Linked DNA regions of Mus musculus: region 1 is linked to region 2. A link is a contact called in public HiChIP or PLAC-seq data. All regions are on one chromosome and are shown on one strand. The core of a region is the stretch at or near the end of the contact, and the rest is flanking DNA. Distances in the headings are between cores, read along the strand shown. Region 1 has its middle 68 kb from the start of Gm32357. Region 2 has its middle 49 kb from the start of Adamts5.

Evidence for each region. HiChIP or PLAC-seq counts read pairs in DNA pulled down with a chosen protein or histone mark.
Region 1: a contact with region 2 is called in an H3K27ac HiChIP or PLAC-seq map of embryonic fibroblasts, with 9 times the contacts expected there. The contact joins two enhancer-like sites. A contact is called at or near these places in 1 of 484 Hi-C or Micro-C datasets (ventricular fibroblasts) and 1 of 115 datasets of contacts at active chromatin or transcription factors (embryonic fibroblasts).

Annotation. Positions count from the first base shown.
Region 1 is chr16:86,301,832-86,305,561 of GRCm38.p6, reverse strand. No RefSeq gene overlaps it. Among named protein-coding and RNA genes, the nearest start is that of Gm32357, 68 kb to the right of the region's middle. Within about 2 kb of position 1,496, at least 32 of the 459 cell types and tissues checked have an H3K27ac peak or open chromatin away from gene starts, as enhancers often do. A contact at or near this core is called in embryonic fibroblasts, where this site is marked.
Region 2 is chr16:85,948,231-85,952,151 of GRCm38.p6, reverse strand. No RefSeq gene overlaps it. Among named protein-coding and RNA genes, the nearest start is that of Adamts5, 49 kb to the right of the region's middle. Within about 2 kb of position 1,586, at least 7 of the 459 cell types and tissues checked have an H3K27ac peak or open chromatin away from gene starts, as enhancers often do. A contact at or near this core is called in embryonic fibroblasts, where this site is marked.

The DNA.
Region 1 (3,730 bases), core at 247-2,746, 350 kb before region 2:
TGTTTTTAAACACTGTGGCACAGATACATGATTTTATCTTCCTTCAATTATACTTGAATATTAGGCTGATCTGATATATAACAGAAACCTCATTCCAAAGATTATCAATAAATATAACATTAAAAGTCCAGCACCCTCCAAATAAAGTTGCTTTGTTTCTAGTCACAAAAGAAAAAAAGACAAAATTCAAAAAAAATTCTTTTTGATGTCTAAAAAAGTATTCTAAATGTTTTCTGTTGATAATAGTGTAAAAATGTTTCTCTCTTTTATGAATAGTTTAACTATGTTTAGAGAAGTACACAACAGCATCATTAAACTTTTTTTCTAATATAATCTCATTTTTTTTATTTTTTATTATTGGGTATTTATTTCATTTACATTTCCAATGCTATCCCAAAAGTCCCCCACACCCCCCCCCCCACTGCCCCATCCACCCACTACCACCTCTTGGCCCTGGCGTTCCCCTGTACTGAGGCATATAAAGTTTGCACGACCAATGGGCCTCTCTTTCCACTGATGGCCGACCAGGCCATCTTCTGATACATATGCAACTAGAGACACGAGCTCCAAGGAGGGGGGTAGGGGGGTGGTGGTGGTACTGGTTAGTTCATATTGTTGTTCCACCTATAGGGTTGCAGATCCGCCCAGCTCCCTGGGTATTTCCTCCTTATACCCATATCTTTTACACAACTGATTTAAGAGGATTTCTATGTCCATGATGCAGAAAATAACACTGCCCAAAGCTAGACCCCTGGAAATCAGTAGATAATTGTAGTTGAGCCATGAAAGAAAGAGAACTGTAATTTCACAGATTTCAAAGAATGAATAGTCTTAGTTTGTGAATTTGTTTTCTTCTGGGGCAGATTATGTTTACTTTGTTTATTTTTATTGTTTTTTTTTTTTAATTAAAGTTTAAGAATATGTCATTTCCAGTGCCAGGCTTGGTGGCACACGCCTTTAATCCCAGCACTCGGGAGGCAGAGGCAGGCAGATTTCTGAGTTTGAGGCCAGCCTAGTCTACAAAGTGAGCTCCAGGACAGCGAGGGCTGCACAGAGAAACCACATCTCAAAAAACAAAAACAAAAACAAACAAACAAACAAAAAAAGATGTCATTTCCTCCCATATTGTCTCCTTACTCAGTCTCCAATAATTAATTCTATATCCTCCCAACTTAACGATAAAAATTAAACATAGTATCCTAGCATCCAAACATTACTTGCATGCCATAAATTTCTACCATTTGTCTAGACAGGTTGAAATTAAAGGCAGTTGAGGGCCACCTGTCTTGAATGCTGAACATCCAACTCAAGTCCTCAGCAAGAACAGTCTGCAGTCTCTCCAGTCTGGCTACAAATTAGATTCCTTCCTTCCCACCAAATGATACATGCTCACATCTTCTTTGTTCCACTTCCTGCTCTTTTTCATGGTAGAGCAGAAGATGTGAATGAACAGCAACTGCGACATAGCCTGAATTCCTTGGTCTTGAGACTTTGTTAAATTCCTTCATGCTTGTGACCTCAATCTGACTCAGATTCTTAGGACACAGAGAGAATGCAGTATGTGCAGTATCTTGCTAAAATGACTCCTCATCTGTGGACTGGAAAACACAGTCCCTTGTGACCCTTTGAAAACCCAGGAGTACAGGACACCAGAACACTGCCATCAGTAACAACTAAGCCGTGCTCATCAGAGATCATAGAGACTGAAGCAGCAGCCACCCACGGATCCTGCATGGGTCTGCGCCATATCCTCTGCATACATGCTGTAGTTATTTACCTTGAGTTTTGTTGGACTCCTAGCAATGGCAGTGGGCAGTGCCATTGACTCTTTTGCCACACCGTAGGACTTCATCTAGCCTTGAAGGAGGGCATATCCCTAGTATTATTGAATCTTATTGTACCAAGTTTGATACCACAGGGAGGCCTGTTCTTCTCTGAAGGGAAATGGAGGAACACTGGGTCTGGGGGAGAGGAGAGGTGATATGGGATCTGAGAGGACGGGATGGAGAGGAGACTTAAATACCTACATATTGGATTAGACAGAATGAATAAATGAATGAATGCATGAATGAATGAATAGAGAAAGTAGGAATCAAGATATCACTTTCTATTTTTCTTTTGGCATTTTGCTCTCCTGTACTCTAACATCCAAACTTATTGTTCCCAATTACCTGAATTAATTACTTTCCTTACTATTGTGACAAAATATTCATCAAAATAAACTTAAAGAAATAAGGATATCGTCCATCATAGTGGGATCATATGCGGGTAGGCTATGAGGCAACTCATTATATTGCATTGCATTAACCAGGCAACAGATACCTACAGATACAACAGTACTAAACCTCGTTATTTAACAGAATTATTCTCCAGTAACCAGAAACATATCCAGGTAACCTACATTGTGAGGTTCTTAAAGTATAGAAAGTAGATAGGTATTCAGGAAATGGCCTCTCTGGCTTTTGTAGATGGCATAGTAATGTTAAAGAATCCTAGGAAGCAGACAGAGAGGGCCCATTCAACAGGAACCCACATGTGAAACAGACATGGGAAAATTAGTCCACTGCGTTGGCCGAATGGAATGTAGCAGATAGTTAACATATAACTACACTCTCCACTTTGTGCCAAGGAAACAGTTCTGAGATGTACAAGACCTTCTGAAGGTAATGTGGGTTTGAGTAGCCTAGGATGGTTTTAGAGATTCTGATAGGATTAAACATCAAACCGAATACAAAAAACTTAAAAGTGCTGTGCCAAGATAGATAATATGATGTGAGGAGCTGAATTACTCCCCCTTATATTCTATAAATTGAAGCTATAATACTCATTGCAGAGGTTAATCCTAAAGGATTAGTGTCATTATAATAAAAGACACTAGAGGGCTCTGCTTCCATCCCCATGAGAAGACATACTGAGAACACCACCAGAAAAACAGGAGTTGAGTTGAATGCCATTTAACTTGGACTTCTGGACTGCACATATTTGGGCCAGTGCATTCATGTTATCTAAGACCCTGGTCCTTTGTATCTTATTGTGAACATCTGAGCTTGTGTAGACAGAGTGAATGATATCTGGTGAGAGAGAGAGAGAGAGAGAGAGAGAGAGAGAGAGAGAGAGAGAGAGAGAGAGAGAACATGAATATAATTCATCAGTTAAATGAGCCACCTCAAGGGAAGAAATGTAATTCTATCCAGAGGAGCATCATCATTTGGAAATAATGGAATGGAGGAGGCTGTAGGGAAGGATGGAAGGAAGGTAGGCTGTAGAACTTAATCGAGGCTGTAGAATTTTATAAGTCTCCAATAAAGCTATGGTATGCGTGGTCTTCAAGTAAAGGGAAGGACTGAGCCTCCAGCAACAACAGCTTAAACACTTAGCACTCCCACCTCAGGAACAGGGTGGAGATGGCTGGGAGGGATGGACACCAAGCCAAAGAAAACTATTCTTTTGCCTCAAGACTCTAGTATTTACTATTAATATTGGAACGAGCAAAGTTTGACTGCATTTTGTATGTGATAATGTATGAAAATGAGTCTATGAGTAATGCAATGGAATGGACAGAGTCTCATGTCTGAAAAAAAATTGTAGATGGTAGCTCTTTATCCAAAGCTTTATTTAAAGGAAGTATGAATTAGGGTTCAAAGACATCATGTGCTTAGAGCTTTGATCTTATAAGGCCGATGTTCCTAAAAGAAGAAAACCTGGTTACTCTCTGTGAGCTTGTGAGAAC
Region 2 (3,921 bases), core at 337-2,836:
ATGGAGAGACACCAAGACCTGACAGCACTGTGCTATGAAGTGTTTGCACAGTTTTTGCCAAGACAGAAGCCTGGCATGGCTTTACTCCGAGAGGTACTATTAGCAGCAAAGGGAGACTGAAGCAGATACTTACACCCAACCATTGGACTGAAGTCAGGGACCCCCATGATTGAATTAGGGAAAGGACTGAAGAAGCTGAAAAGGAGAATGACCCCAAAGGAAGACCAACAGTCTCAACTACCTCAGACCCCAGGGAGTTCCCAGTGACAGAGACACCAACCAGGAGCATACCTGGGCTGGTCCAAGGCCCCGGGCGTGTATGTAGCAGAGGTCTACCTGGCCTGGCCTCAGTAGGAGAAGATGTGATTACTCCTCTAGAGCCTTGAGGCCCCAGAGAAGGGAACACCAGGTTTGGGAAAGAGAAACCTCTGGGATGCAATGGGGAGGAGTAATGGGACGAGGAACTGTGGGAGGGGAGACTGAACGAGGCAACAACTGGAATATAAATAAATAATATTTTTTTTAAAAAATGAGACTTGAAATGAATTAGCACAAAGTTTCATTTGTTTGGGAGGATCTAGATCTGGATACTGCAGCACTTGTCTACTGATGTCCTCTTTAGTCTTCTTCTTTATCTCAAGATAAAAGTTGTATATTTGTTTTCTCAGAATAGAATATGCTGAGCACACATACCCTGACACATCACTATAGGAGAGGAAAGACAGGTTTGCAGCTGTACAGATTATCTCTGTCCCTAGAGTTGAATGTTGCTGTGTACTACTAATTCATCCAGGGACAGATGTGACACTCTGACCAGTCATAAATAGCATGTTGGCTATTACCTGACAAGCTGCAGAGAATTCGTTTGAAGAGGTCTGTTAACTGCCAGTCTCTGTCTTGCCATTGTCTTCACATTATCTAAAGGAAAGGTTTGTGTCTAGCTGCGAGACATCCTTTAGGTTTGTTTCTGAGTCCCCATTTATCAGTATATTAACCAAAAAATAAATTACAAAATGAAGGCATGAGATGATGGTAGTATACAGTGCCAGGGTAGTCTTACTTGTTTTGTTGTTTGTTTGTTTGTTTGTTTTTAAGCAAGGAATACCTGACGCATTGCAAGTAGTCACATTATCAAGATTCCTCCTATAAATTACCAACATCAACATGAAAATCACTTTTCAATTTTCATATGTATATCTGTGTGTGTGTGTGTATTTAACTGAAAATATTATTTTGTTGAATTTTAGGAAATTTACCATCATGATGATGAAGGCACACTATTTTTGTGGAAGAATTTGGTTTTCAAAAATATTTTTGAGGAGATTAGTATTCCATGATAAAAATCACAATAAAGTTTGCACACACACCAAAATAGAGCGAGAGCAAGAGAGAGAGAGAGAGAGAGAGAGAGAGAGAGAGAGAGAGAGATCCTAAGGGAAACATTTCTACAGGAATTCCAAAGAACCTACTAAAATTCCTGGCATTTCTATAAAACTTTTCTAGATATTTTGTCCTAATATAACATTACCTCAAGGAATTCCACAGGCGTCCCTCCCCACATCTGCTAGCAAAGTCTCTATCAAACAACGTAAGCCATGAAATATGGCCCTGAAACCTCCAGTATTTCCAGTCAAAACTGATGATGTCAGACTGACTGTCCATCCAAAAGAATGAGGAAGTATTATTTCTATCCTCTTAGTTTCTGGATGAAGAAACATACTTAGAAAGGCAATGCTGTGTTTTCCTAAGTTCTTAATTCATAAAATAGTTCCAAAACAAAGTTATTCAAAGACCTTCAATGGTTTTTCTACAGATATGCTCATATATTTTTAATTTTTTTTGACACAGGTTCTCATCTTGCACAGGGTGGCCCCAAACTCATTATGTAGCTGAAAAGGAGATGGAATTCCTGCCCTTCTTGCCACTGCCTCCCAAGTGTTATAATTATAAGTCTGTGTCACTATGCCCAGTTCATAGGGTACTGAATATCAAACTCGGGGGGGGGGGGCATAGTAGCAAATTTCCCTAAAAGTAATGCATTACTCCAGAACACATACTTTAAAAGGAAGAAGAAATGTATACAATAACAGTCTAGAGACATAATTAGATGTGATCCTCACGATACAGAATCTTTCATGGAAATGTCTAAAACTTTGAATTTTTCATCATAAACATATCTCTTTAAGGTAAAAATAATATGATGTTTTGTATACCATATCACAATTAAAGAAGAAAGGAATTCAGGTAGAATTTTTAAAAACTGATAAAGAATGATGGAGCAACCTAAATGCTTTCTATCCTTGTCAACTAATATGCCCTCCTCATCCTCTGGGGAATATACTATCTTATTTTAGATGCTGATCTTTAATTTCTTAATTTTATCAATCAAGGCAGGGGGTAGAATGGGGAGAAAGTGTGTGTGGGGGGGTTATGGTGAGGGTGGATGTCTGCCTGTCTCTCTGTCTGTCTATCTTTCTGCCTGTGTGTCTGTGTGTCTCTGTGTGTCTCTGTGTGTGCCTGTGTGCCTGATTGTGTGTCTGTGACTTACTGTCTGTCTGTGGGCTTACTGTGTTTGGGGCAATCTTAGGAAAAGTATGTAAAAAATCATAGTGTCATATTTCAAAAGAAAAAATAGGCAAATCTAAAGAAATCTATACAGGCTGGACATTTTAAATCCTACACCAAGACAGTTGTCTCACTTAATAAACTGAGTCACTGGCACACTTTCCTCTAAGCTTAAACACCAAGGTGCAAAGCAAAGAGGGACAGAAGGGGTGGCGGCTGGCTCATATGGCTCATGGGGCTCATGCGCAAAGACTTGCTGCCTGCTCTTCCCTCTAGGCACTTCTGTTTCAGCCACCACAGAGTGCAAAACCGAACGTTCTACCTTTTCTCCTTTAAATTACAACGCCAAAAACTTTGACAGGAGCTGAATTTATTGAAAAAAAAAAGTCATTAGAAATAAGCACTGCTGGGTTGTTATGGTAGCTCAGTGGGTAAAGGCTATGGCTCCATAAACCTGCAAACATGAGTGTGATCTCTGCGTCTGACATAAGATGCAGGAAGAGAATGGACTCCAGAAATTTGTCCTCAGACCTCAACCCTCATATTAGATATAATACGGCCATGTCCCCACACAATACAATAATGACAAATAAAAGTTTCGCTTGAATATTCCTCTTCCTCTCTGTGATTGTCAGGTAGATATTAGGAAGAATGTAATCTGATTACATAAGTCCGTAACATCAAATAAAGAATACCTGACTAATAATCTTCTTAAGTATTCCCAGGATTATATTTAGTCTGAAAGGGTGGCTTATTGCTAGCTTGTTTGTTTTTGTAATCAGGACAGGACCTTGGAATTCAAGCAGATTCGAGGTTGAATATCCATCCCTAACCCAAAGATCCAAAGCCTAAAATGCACCAAAATCCTAACTATTTGGGCACTGGCACAAGGTCACAAAAAGAAAGCTCTGCGCTTGACGGAATGCAAAGGATTAACAGTCAAACTGCAGCAGCACTAAAGGAATTGTATAAAATTACATTCAAGAGATGTGTATAGGCAGTCTATGAAACATAAAAAAAATTCAAGTTTAAGCTTGAATCTCCTTTCTAAGACGTATATTCTATATTCTCAGAATATTTGTATGCATGCAAATATTCTAAAATCTGCAATAAGCTAAACCCTGAAAAACTTGCTTCATAATTTTGGATGAAGGGTATTCAACATGTAGTATCAGGAAGGAATCAAAAGGACCGTATTTTTTCAGGTAGTCTTCACAAGCGGCTCTGTATATCTTTTAGCCTTTCATGCTGATTTGATATGAGAGAAAGGGATAGCCAAGTACCAGAAGTGTCTAGGGTTTAGCAAATCTCCTGGTGTAGTCTTGCTTTCCTGTGTGTTCTGCATGTTCCACTGAC